Regions from separate parts of the Sus scrofa genome. Here region 1 is linked to region 2. The links are chromatin contacts, called in public Hi-C maps. All regions are on one chromosome and are shown on one strand. Each heading gives the region's core, a stretch centred on a gene start, on an enhancer-like site or on the middle of the called end of the contact. The rest is flanking DNA. Distances are from core to core; before and after follow the strand shown.

Region 1 (6,274 bases), core at 433-2,932, 120 kb before region 2:
CCCACCGAGCGAGGCCAGGGATCAAACCCAAATCCTCAAAGACACAATGTCGGGTCTGTAACCCGCAGGGCCACAACAAGCATTCCTAGCTTTTCCTCTTTAGCTTTTTCTTCCTCCTATTTTCTTGGCTGAGAATACTTATTTCACATATACATCATATCATATAGTAATAAGCTCCCATAAAATGAAAGATTTTGGGGGGGGCAGGGAGGTCCCAGGCCAGGAATCAAACCCACACCACAGCAGGACCCCAGCCACGGCAGCGACAACACCAGATCCTTAGCCGCTGTGCCACAAAGGAACTCCGCTTTGGGATGCTTCTTCTTGTCAACTCCTAGACACCCACTCTTGAAAAACACAAGCTTTAGGACTGTCTGGTTATAGAAGATGCAGCGTCGCACCAACCTTAGCTCTACAGGAACCACTCGGCCAAAGAGGAGCCTCCTCCAGAGCCCCGCTGCCCTCCCCGAGGCGACCTCCCCTAAGTCGCTGAGCTGCCAATGCGGTGTTGAATTCCACCATTGCAAATTCCGCAATTCCACCCACAAGCGTCTGCCTCTGGAATTCTGCTTCTAATTCAGGCCTTATCTATTGATTTAGCCTCAGGAGGACGAGGCGCTTCTCTCACCCACTTCTTCACCTTTCACCTCTCCCCTCCCCACAGAAACTCGTAAAAGCTGTCCAGGGTCAAGATGCCACAGGACAGTGGTACACCGCTGAGTCAGGTCAAATACGTCTCTGGTTATTTTTTATTTTCCCGGGAGTTAACGATTCCCTTATTTCGTAGTTATTGTTGCAGATGGCCAGGGCGGCCCAAGCAGCTCAGCTCACAGGATTTGCAGGATCAAGCAAGAGCCTGTGGGGAAGAACGGAGGCGTGGCAGGAACCCAGGTGATGGCGAAGATGGCAAGGCTGGAACTTTAGGGCAACGTGATAAAGATTAGCCGCGTTACTGCTTATGCTCTGGTGTTCCTGCCCCTACAAGGGGTGTGTTCTTCCCTGAGGTGAGCCGGGCATGAAACGAGCGTGTTCCAGAGTCATCATACCTGGAGAAGTCAGGAAAGGACCCGGACGCTGGGGCAAACCCACCAGGAGAGCAGGGCACGGAAAGAGTCCAATTCTGGAAGCAGGCCAGCTCTGCAGGCAGGCTGGTCCCGGAGGCAAGTCAGTTCTAGAAGCGGGCTGTGAAAGTAAGATGATTCGGGAAGCAGATTGTACTGGCGAGTTCTGCAGCAGGTTCTTGGGGTGGGTTTTGGACGTTCTGAAGGGTGGGCTCCAGAGGCGGGTTCCAGGGGCAGGTTCTGGAAGCAGGATCTAGAGGCATGGCAATGGAGCGCCGACCGCTGTTAGCACTGTGGCCAGGCCGAAGCCTGGGTCCCGACGCAGAGAGAAAAGCGGACATCGAGACCTGCACGGGCGCTTGTTCCAGCAAAACTGTTAACCACCCCTTGGCGAATCTTTACGAGCGGCGCCCCGAGGCCCCGCCGCTGGGCGGGTGAAACCCGCGTTGCCCAGGGCCCTGCGCCGCGCCTTGTTTTTCCCTTTTCCGCCGCCGGCGGTTGCCAGGGGCGACCGCATCCCCCTCCACCCCCCGCCTCCGGGCTCCTCGGGCGCAGGCGGGCGGGGTCTGGCCGCGAAGCCACCTCCCTCGGGCTCTGGTTGGCCGAAGCTTCCGTCTGTCAGAGTCGCTGCCGCCGCCGATTGGACAAGTTTCGCACGCCCGGCGGCTAGCGCCCCGCCTCTCCACCCGGCCTGGCGGCCACCGGGAGAAGAGTACAGTGCGGGATCCCGCGCGCCGGGGGTCCCTGCGCCGGGATCGGCTTCCAGGTGGGCGTGGCCCGAGCAGCGGGCGGCGATGGTCCCCGAGGAGAGGCCAGATGGCCAGGCCGCTGGCGAGGAGAGCACTCAGCTGCAGGCGGCTGGCAGCTCCCGCAAGGTGGGCGCGCCCGGGGGCAGGGGGCGCCGGGAGGAGGGGTCCCAGACCCAGCCGGCTCCTGTGGCTGTCTGCCACCGGCGGGGCTGTGGAGCCCACGCTGGCTTTTCCCGTCTGAGCGCACCGCTAGTGTCGGGGGCGGGGGCGGACCCACCCGGTCCCCGAGAATCTCACTCGCCCCTAGAGGCAAGGTGGTCTTACTGCTGGGGAACCCAGGGCTCCATGCGGAGCCAGAGCCGGGTTGGCTGGCTGGCTGCCTGTGCTCCTCTCTCTCCCTCCTGTTTGGGGACACACACCCCCACCTCCGCCCTGCGCTTACCAGAAACCGGTGGGAGCGCCAGCCCAGCTTGTGGTTTTCTCCAATGCTCCAGGAACCGCTTCTGTGGCAGCGATTGGGCTTGGGTCCGTTGCAGCCCGTGGCCCTCATGTTTGCTCCTCGTGCCTGGCACTCGTTTCCTAGCTTTGCTCTCTTCCCTAGGGCCATTCAACTTTGCCCCGGGGCACTCATCTCTTGATGAAAGGCCTAGAGACAGGCGGCTGAAGCTTCCTGGGTATAGGAAGTGGCTGGAGGACTTCCCATCTGGGTGTTTGTCTCTCCTCACCCGCACCTCTGCCTCCTTCTGAAGTCTGATCGCTGGGGGGGTTGGGGGGGTTGGAGACCTTTGGAGTCTGTGTTCGGGAAAGAGGAGGCACCCTGGCTGTCTCACTCTGCAGCCCGGAGCCCGGTTCTCCCCTGGGGGTCACCGTGAGGCTGCCCCAGTGCTTATTCCAGGCTTTGGGCATCCATATCCACGAGGGGTTTCAGTCCCATGCCACCTGCCTGGTGGGGGCATGCGGCCTGGCCCTGCCCACCGTCCTGCAGGTTTGTTCCTAGACCCGTGCTGGCATAGCTATCCCCACACTTTGCCAGCTCTGGCCACTGCCCATGGCATTTTTCTCCTGGGGATTCTGGGGGATCCACTAGACCCTCACCCGTCGGGGCCACAGCAGTGAGGGTGTGTTGGGGTCGCTGCCTTATCAGAGGTGGGGGTTCTGCCATAAGTGGGCGAGCTGGCAGATCCCTTTACCACTTGTGAGAGTGGCTCTCAGCCCGCCCAGGTTACACAACCAGCCTGCTGCCAGCAGGGAGAGTTAGGGTGGCAAGGCTTTGAGGGGTGCTGGCCGCAGAGCTCCCTGGAGACCCCGCGGTCTCCGGCCTCCAACACTTCTCTCCAGGAGTCCTTGACACAGGAGACCAAATGAACTGTGTCGAGTGCGGCCCTGCTCCCCAGGCGGATGGCCATGCTGTCCTCCACAGCCCTGAGAACCTGCTGGAGCTCTGCAGTGGGACCTTGGGAGGGAGAGGGGTGTGGCTTCGGCGGGGCCTGCCCCTGCCTCTGAGTCTCAGGCCTCCTGGCAGGGGGTGACTGCTCACACCCTGGGCTCATCCCTCCTGAGCCCGGAGTGGGCACAGGAGGCACCACAGAGAAGGGCCTGTGGGAAGACAGCCAGCCAGCAGGGCGGAGCGGGGAGGGGGAGGCTGTGTTGTCTTGTCCCTTCTTGGTGCCATCGGGACACCAGCCCTCGTCCACCTCCAGATGAGGGCCTGCCCGGGGCTCCAGAGGGGGAGTCCTCCTGGCTGATTGCTCTCTATCCCGTTGGTCAGTGGGGTGCAGGTTCTCTCCTCAACACCTAGGACCGCTTGGAAGCCTTCTGTCTTTCAAGTCCCAGAAGAATGCCTCCTCCTGTAGGAAGTCCTCCTTGACTGACCTCTCCGGAGAATGCTGGTGTCTGGAGATGTTGGGCTGTTGTCCAAGGTGGCCGTGCACCAGGAGCCTTGTTTAGAGTGCCCCCCGCGTGGGGCCGGGACAGGCTGGAGTCCCCACGGGGTCTGAAACGGCCGTGTGTGTGTGTGTGTGTGTGACCACAGGGCACGCTTCCTCTGAAAGATCGCTCTTCGTGAGCACCTTGGCTGTCACCCCCCCACCTAAACACGTGTGGCCTGGAGTAACTGCGAGGGCGAGATGGGTCGTGGGGGTCACGCCAGGAATTCGCAAGTGCTGGAGGACGTGTGCTGGGCGGGCGGTCGGCTGTCTCCTGGTGGGGGCTCCAGGCTGGGCTGCTGAGTCCCAGAGCCCCAGCAGATGTGCCCAACTTCTTCCTGGGGCCCCGTCCTTCCAGGCCCGGCCCCCATGACTGCGGCCTCTCTGCAGGGCTGTGATCAGCTGGCGCAGATGCAGCGGGACCCCCTGCAGAGCCGCAGGGCCCGGATCCACCAGCAGATCAACAAAGAGCTACGGATGCGGACAGGGGCCGAGAACCTGTACAGGTGCGTGCTGGCTGCCTGGGGTACCAGCTGCCACCCCTGCCCCACAGGAGAGCGGTGCCGCGTTCCCAGAGGCCCCTGCGAGCCAGGCCCACCCTGCGTAAAGGAGGCAGGGCAGTGACCCCGGTGGCTGCCTGTTCTCGGTCCACATGTGAGTCCGTGACTGTGGCTTCCCAGGAGGCAGGGCTGGCTCTCCCACTAGGGGCTGGGGCAGCCAGCTCCCACCTTGGGGGGCCTCACTGGCAGGGGTGAGCTCAGTGCCGGCAGAGTGCCATGCTGGGCTGGAGCAGGTATCCACACCCCACGCGGTGTGGGAGACTCCAATGCACATGGTGACCAGCTGGGGCACTTTTTAGCGGCAGGTGACAGGCGTCCCAAGGCTGAGGACCCGGGAAACAGTCCTTCCGACTGGGGAGGTGCATGGCAGCATGTGTGCCCAGCTCTTCACACATGCCTGGGCTACAGGTGATGGCCCGAGGCCCAGGCCTGCTCAAGCCACAGCCAGTGAGCACAGAGCCAGCTCCAGGACAGGGCTCTGGGGGGCCCTCCTTTTCCTTAGCAGCCCCGCCTTCCTAGGGACCCCCCCCCCGCCCCTCGGGCAGCCACAGAGAGGGTCTGACCCCCACCCCTCCAGGGAAGTTGGCTTCCATTGCTGTGGGGGGCAGCTGTGTGCTGCGTCCTGGGGAGGGAGGTGGCAGAGGCCACTCATGCCCTGGGAGTCCTGCCTCTGATGCGATGTGCTCGGGCCAGTGTCATGACACGCACGTGTGGACAGGAATCCGCGGGAACCACAGGGGGTTTCAGAGAAGGGTGAGGTCATCTGGTGAGTCCTGGACCCCGGACCCCGCTGCTGTCCCCCTAAGGGTCTGAGCCCGCTGGCTCGTCACTCTGGGAGTGGGCTCTGGCGCCCAGGCTGGCGCAGGGGTCCATCTGCAGAGCTGGGGCTTCACCTGAGCCTGGCTGCCCCCAGGGCCACCAGCAATGCCCAGGTCAGAGAGACCGTGGCCCTGGAGCTGAGCTACGTCAACTCCAGCCTGCAGCTGCTGAAGGAGGAGCTGGAGGGGCTCGATGGCAACGCCGATGCCGAGCAGCCTGAGAGGTGAGTGTGCGTGCTCGTCGGATGGAGGATGGACCCTACGCCTAACCCCAACCGACCACGACGCACGTTTGGGGGGACGTGATCCAGCACAGCACGAGGGGGTGCGTGTGTACCAGAATCAGGAGAGGTGTGGCACCTGTAGCAGGAGCAGTAGCCGGGGACGCTGGCCCCTGGGCCAGCAGGTCCACCTTGGAGCCTGAGTTCTGTCCTTCTAGTTCCAGTGACGGGATCGCTGTCCCCATGATCCCCCTGGGGCTGAAGGAGACCAAACAGCTGGACTGGGCCACACCCCTGAAGGTGGGTACTGGCCTTGAGCTCCGGGGTCTGGGGGTCTCGCAGGCCTCCCGGTCCAGCCTGCTCATTGAGCCCTCGGAGACTCTGAGGCCCGGAAGGAAGAAGGGTCTGACCCGGAGCTGCCAGGCCCCCCAGGCTGCAGGGGTTCAGATCCAGTGGGCTCTGCACCCTGGGAAGGGTGTCAGCTACAGGGTCCCTGTCTCGCTCTGAGAGTCCTGCTGGCAGGAGGCCACCCCCTCCAGTCAGCCCGTGCTGAGAAACCCAACTCGTTGCAGGGTCCTAGTGGGGGCTCAGGAGCCAGGCCGCCCCAGGCAGCTTGCCCACTAGGCCCAGGGGGAGGCCACCTTGGCCCTTGGACTCAGTGTCCTGGCCTGTCAGGGGGAGGGGGTTGATGAGGACATTCCAGTAGGAACATCGCTGGGTCTTGGGGCGGGGGGGGGCAGCCCCATCATTGTGCACCCCAGCCTCAGCCCTCCTCCGGGGCCCCCCTGCCCCGCGTTGGTCTGGGAGACACCGGGCAGTGTGGCACCTGTCCCTCCGAACCAGGAGCTGATCTCAGAGCACTTCGGAGAGGACAGCGCCTCCTATGAGGCCGAAGTCAGGGAGCTGGAGGACCTACGGCAGGTGGGTGGGGTCCTCCCAG
Region 2 (5,965 bases), core at 2,956-5,455:
GCGGAAACAGAGGCCACCGGGCAGAAAGCGAGGAGCGCGGGGAGCCCGGGGAAGCCGAGCCAGCAGCGACCCCGGGGCACACGGCCCAAGATGAAGATCAGGCAGCAGGAAGGACCTCGGGAGTGGGCCTCGCTGGGAGGACGGCAGGGATCACCACGCTGATGGCAGAAGCAGACCCCCCACCCCTGTCTGTCCTTGCTATCAGCAGCGCCCACAACTGAGTGCCTGAGCCCAGACAGAGCACGGGGCCCCAACCCCACCTCGGAGCCTCCTCAAGACGAGACCGAGGGGGCGAGCGCGGTGAAGGCGACCCGCGTTCAGTGAGGGAGTGGCGCACCCTGTCAGCTGGCCACGAAGGGGAGGCCTTCCTCCCCAGCGGACAGGCTGCAGCCAGGGTCGCCTGCCCAGCTCCCGGCCTGGGCGCAGGGCAGCCCAGCCACCAACCCTGTGGAACCAGCACGGAAGCCGCCCAGCAGCGTCCAGTCTCCCGCCCACAGGAGAAAGGGGGCGCTTGCAGGCAGCACCCCACCTGTCGCCACCGGGCTGGGGGCCCCAGGCAAGGCCCGGGCCGTGCTGAGGCCCCTCACTCAGGTCTCGGGCCAGCAGTCACGGGGCCGCAGGCCAAGCCCAGGCCCCAGCAGGCGTGACGCAGACCAAGGAGGGCCTGCCTGGCCCAGGCCCCCGCGCCCAGGCCTGCCCAGACGAGGCCCCGGGCCGGGCAGGGACGCGTACCCAGCGCTCGCCCGCCGCCGGATGATCTTGGTGCGGCTCTTCACTCTGTAAGCCGAGGGTGGGGTCTCCCCGAGGAGCAGCTCCGAGCTGCCGGGCCCCCCGGCCGGCCGGTCCCCAGGCGGAGGCCGAGATGGGGCGGGGGAGGGCTGAGAGGCACGGTCCTTGGCGCCAGCCTCTGACTGCCACCGGAAGGAGGAGGCCGAGGAGGCCGACGAGCTGGACGCCTTCCACTTGTACTTGCTGGAGGAGGCCCCGGGCAGGGCGGCCACCGCCACCGCCGCCCTCCTGGGCTTGGCATCCGGGTCAGCTCGGAGGTGCGGCTTCTCGGCTCGTTCTGCTGCAGAGAAGGGGGCCTTGCACACGTTCTCCGCCACGGCTCTGGGACTGAGGGCCTTCCGAGGGGCCCGGGGACTCTTTGCTGAGGCGGCCACCCACTTGTAGTTGTTCTTCCGGAACTTGCTGGCTCGACAGGTCACCAGCAGTGACGGCTCCCGCATCGGCCGCGGTCCGGCGGCTGCTCGCGCTGGGCCTGCCACCAAGCCAGAGGCAGCGGCCTGATCTGGGTGGCCGGCACTTGCTCGCCCGTCCCCAAGGAGCTGCGGGACACAGCTGGCCACAGAGTGCGAGCCCACCTTCCTGCCCGGGGCCGCGCTGCCCCGCTGGGGGGCGCTGGAGGGCAGGAAGCGTGCCTTGGCCACAACCGCACTCTCGCTGACCGTCCGCCGGGGCTCCGAGGGGCTGTCACTCACGCTGCTCATTGACTTGACCACGCGCAGCTTGCCGGGCGCCCTCCGGCAGACTGGAAGCGGGTCCTCTGCCCCGCAGCTGCCCTTGGCTCTTCCCGGCCTCGAGGGCTGCCACTGCCCACCAGGGGCCTCACCCCCACCCTCCTGAGGCCTGTGGGGGCTCCAGGAAGGGCCTTCGTGTTCGTCCAGGGAGCCCCGCAGGACCCCTGCAGCACTGGCCGAGCCTGGCTTGGGTGGTGGTTTTATCTTGATGACCATGTTCTGATCTGGACTGAGCTGGACCTGCCTCTCCAAGACGTACTGCTCGGGGGTGGGACCCTGGCTGCCCCCAACCCCAAGGGGCGGCTGTGTGGCACAGTCACCGGGCAGGTCCGAGGAGGACCCCAGGGGCCGGTTCACGAGGGAGTATTTCTTGCGCCAGGCAGGCCCATGGCTTGGGGAGAAGCCCCTCCGGCTGGGACGAGGGTCGTGAGCACTGAAGGCCCTGCTGCTGTTGTAAGCGGCCGGCTGCCACTGGGAAGCCGCAGAGGTGCCTGGGGCAGAGACATGGCCGTGGAGGTTTTTGTAGTCATCGATCAGACCTGAGAAGACAGGAGCACAGGCTCAGTTAACCAGAGAGTGAGTAAAGTCAGCAAGAACCCCCGGGAAGGGTGACAGCTGATGAGAAACTCGGCAGACCCCAATGGACCCTGCCGGGCCCCGTGCAGGAGGGGCGGCCCCTGGGGCCTGAGAACCACCCACAGTTCAGCCCCAAACCCCCAGGCCCATCTTTTCCACGAGCCTTTTCCCATCAGTTCTACTTCAACCCTATTTCTGGCTGCTTATCCTTAGGATGCACCCCTGTGGCATGACACTCCCAATTTGCCAGGGATGTTACAGTGGGTCCACAACCCTTCGAGGGGATGTGTCGCTCAAGATGAAGAGACCAGCGAGGCCCCGTGCTGTAACGCCTCGACAAGACAGGAGGTGCTCTGGCTCGCCCACAGAAAGGAGGCAAGTCGGCACACGGGGCAGAGACAGCAAGACGACAACACTCTTGACAAGAATGTCAGGACAGGTGAAGCCTGACCCTGGAGCCCCAGTGCAGTGGACCCCCACACAGCCTTTCCAAAGAAGCCCCCAGGGAGAGCCGTCCTGGTGCAGTGGGGCACAGGCCAACAACCCAAGCTGTGACAACTCAGCCCACAAACCATACTCAGCCCCCGCCCCTCCCCCCCCACCCTCCCGTTACAACCTCCCCCACCACACGTCCCATCCCTAGGCCCAAAGAGAGCCACGTCCAGACCTGGGAACACCTCGCCAGGGGCAGGTATGGCAGAGGTCCAGGAAGCGGCCCAGAGGCGGGTCAGCCCACTTGAACTCTCCCCCATATGCTTTCCAAGTCCTTTAGTCTTCTCTTTGTGGTATAACTTTAAAAGGGGAATTTTTTTTTTTTTAAGTATAGAAAACCAACTTAGGTCTAAAATTGGAAAAGTTTGGAAACTGAAGCCTGGGGAGTCTGGGCCCCGAAAATCAAGGAGTGCGGCTGTACGAGAAAAAGGAGCTTTTGACCGTGCCTCCAGGGGAGAAACAGGCCCCCCCGGCCCCCCGCCGCGCCAGAGCCCAACCCCCGCCGCCCGCTGTCGGGCACCGGGAGCGAGGGGACCAGCCCGCCCGCGGGGGTGACAGAGCCGCCTCCCGCCGGTTACAAAGCGACTGCCCCACTGCCACCCGCCGCAGCGCCGGAAACGCCCGCACCATCGGTGGACGAAACCCGAGCTGGGGCTGACCCCGGCCGGCAAGGAAGGCCCCCGGGTGCCCTAGCCCCAGCCCGACCCCACCTACCTCCCCACCCGACCCGACCTGGCCGCCGAGAGAGCGGGCGAAGAGCGACCCCCTTCGGGGAGGCGGGCAGGGGGCCGCCGCGAGGCGAGAGGAAAGAAAGGGACGAGCGACCCGGGCCCTACCCGACCCACCCTGCAGGAGGCGGATCTGCCGCCGTAATTGCTCCTTTTCCTCCATCTCCGGAGTCCGCGACGCCCGGCCAGGCCCCCGCGACGTCATCGCCGCGCGACCGCTTCGCCGCGGGCGGGGCGGAGCGCGAGGCGGTACCGAGACTGCGCACTGCGGCGAGGCCCGGGCGAGGGCCGGGGCTCCGCAGGGAGAGGGGGCGACCCGCCGTCGCCCTGGCAACGCCTTGGGGAGGCGGGGCCGCGCCGTGCAGAGCCGGGGCGGGGGGCGACGTCACTACCGAGCGCCGGGAAGGGGCCTGGCGGCGCCCGCGCTGGTCCGCGCCCTGGCCGCCTTCGCTGCGAGTTCCCGTGCGTTCAGGCCTGGGCAAGGGGCCGAGTGTCAGACCCTACCCCAGCCGCAGCGCAGTTCCTTCGGCGTAGATTTATGCTCTGGGGGCTTAGCGGGAGCGACCTGGTAGAACGCGGGCCCAAGAGGCTCTGTCGTTGTTGCGCGAGTCGCCGGGAGAAACGTCTGAAAATGGGGCGGCCCTGAGGAGGCTGGTTACACCTCTGGAAACATGGGCGGTCTGGGGGTGTCGGCGGAAACAAGTATAAAACGGATGGGTGGAGTTCCCGTCGTGGCTCAGTGGTTAACGGGTCCGCCGAGGAGCCGTGAGCTCCCGGCCTCGCTCGGTGGGCAAAGGGTCCGGCGTTGCCGGGGGCTGTGGCGTAGGTCGCAGCGGCGGCTCAGATCCACGCTGCGGCGCCTGTGGTGCAGGCTGGCGGCTGCGGCTCTGATTAAACCCCTGGCCTGGGAACGCCCATATGCCGCAGGTGTGGCCCTAAAAAGGCAAAATAAGTTAATAAATAAAAACATGGGTGAAGTCCTGTACACTGCTGGGGCTGTAAAAGCTTGTAAAAACCCCTGTACGTTGCTGAGCCACCGTGAGAAACAGTGTGGTGGTTCCCCAAAAAGTTAAAATCAGAGTTCCCTTCTGTCACAGCCACTTAAGGATCCCGCGGCTGGGGTCGCTGCTGTTCCCTCTGGGAACTGCCACGTGCCGGTGGTCTTGGCCAAAAACAGCCTAGAACGCGGCTTGACCCAGCAGGTCCACTTCTGGGTAGATACCTTGACGAGGTGAGAACAGGACAGCGGATGAAGCACTAGCCATTCACAATAGCCAGAGGGCGGAACTAGCCCGAGTGTCTGTAGGGGTGAAGGCGCACACATCCACACCACAGAATAGGATTTAGCCTTGAAAAAGAACGAATCATGCTCAGCATAAGTGAATCTCAAAAACATCATGCTAAGTGAAATGAGCCAGTACAAAAGGACAAAAATGGTGAGGTTCCACTTACATGAAATATCTGGAAGAGGCAAAATTAGAGGAAGAAGATCAGAGGTCACCAGAGGCTGAAGGGAGGAGACGGGAGGAGATAGTGCCTCCCGGGCACACGGTTTCCGTTTGCCGGGACGAACAAGCTGTGGAAACAAGTAGGGTGATGGTCGTACAACACTGTCACTGCACTTAAGGCCACTGAATTGGACACGAAGAAATGATATTGTGGGTCGGTGGTAATGAACCCGGCCAGGATCCTTGAGGACCCAGGTTTGATCCCTGGCCTCAGTCAGTGGGTTAAGGATCCAGCATGGCCATGAGCCAGGGTGTAGGCTGAAGATGCGGCTCCGATCCCGCTTTGCTCTGGCTATGGTGTAGGCTGGGAGCTGCAGCTCCGATTTGACCCCTAGCCTGAACACTTCCATATGCTGCGAATGCGGCCCTAAAAAGCAAAAAAAAAAAAAAAAAAAAAAAAGAAAAAGCAAAAAAAATGATTGTATGACAGCTTATATGTTGTAAATGTTTTACCACACACACAAAAAAAATAATGGACAATGTCTGCCGCAGACCTGAGCAACAGGAAATGTTTAAAAGAGATTCTTCAGGCTGAAAGGAAATGATGCAATATGGAAACAGCTACATGAGGAAAGAGGACAGGGAAGGGAAAACACGTTAATTTTTTAAATTCTTACTTATTTTCTCTAAAAAAAAAGTTTCAATAAAAGTAATAAAAACGTTTTGCGGGTTTATAACCCTTAGAGGTACAACCTATGCCAATGATGGTGCAAGGGGTACACGCACTGTGCCCTGCAGGTAAGGGTGCAGCCCACAGCCTGCTCCCAGGCCTGCCTCCTACCTCCCAGGGGCCAGTGTCAGTCCACGTACAGTGGTGGGCCCCCTGGGGCTTCTTGGGCAGTGGCGGCACCAGGCTGGGAAGACCGGGCAACAGAGTGGCCCCTGCACTCAGGCCATGAGGTAGGGCTCGGCAGGCCTCGGGCCCTCAGCAATACAAACACTGTTTAAGACCCTGAGGCTGTGATGAAATGCTGAGGGCGAGTTCGGGGAGTTCTCAGAGAATGAGAGAGATGGCGTTTCTCACCAGCCCTCTTAGCAAGTGCGTCTTTGGGCTTGCCCTGTCTTGCTTCTCTCGAGAAGGCTGCACCTATCACCTGATGAACCAGCCAGGGCTGCCCCCCCCCGCCCCTGGAGGGTGGAC

The links. A called contact is a pair of places that touch in the nucleus more often than the background predicts.
Region 1: a Hi-C map of omental adipose tissue shows a contact between it and region 2, with 2.1 times the contacts expected there. The contact joins the promoter of RHPN1 here to the promoter of ZC3H3 in region 2. A contact is called at or near these places in 3 of 5 promoter capture datasets (fetal liver, fetal skeletal muscle and liver), 12 of 47 Hi-C or Micro-C datasets (alveolar macrophages, embryonic fibroblasts, fetal heart ventricle and 7 more) and 2 of 2 datasets of contacts at active chromatin or transcription factors (alveolar macrophages and skeletal muscle).

The regions. Positions count from the first base shown.
Region 1 is chr4:1,128,438-1,134,711 of Sscrofa11.1, reverse strand. RHPN1 (rhophilin-1) reads left to right here and starts at 1,682. Exons shown (of 15, transcript XM_013993565.2): 1 at 1,682-1,936; 2 at 4,126-4,241; 3 at 5,209-5,337; 4 at 5,553-5,634; 5 at 6,178-6,255. The coding sequence starts at 1,856. It overlaps TOP1MT (DNA topoisomerase I, mitochondrial), which reads right to left and starts at 533. Exons shown (of 19, transcript XM_013993526.2): 1 at 406-533.
Region 2 is chr4:1,008,167-1,014,131 of Sscrofa11.1, reverse strand. ZC3H3 (zinc finger CCCH domain-containing protein 3) reads right to left here and starts at 4,205. Exons shown (of 11, transcript XM_021090418.1): 1 at 3,821-4,205; 2 at 733-2,059. The coding sequence starts at 1,736.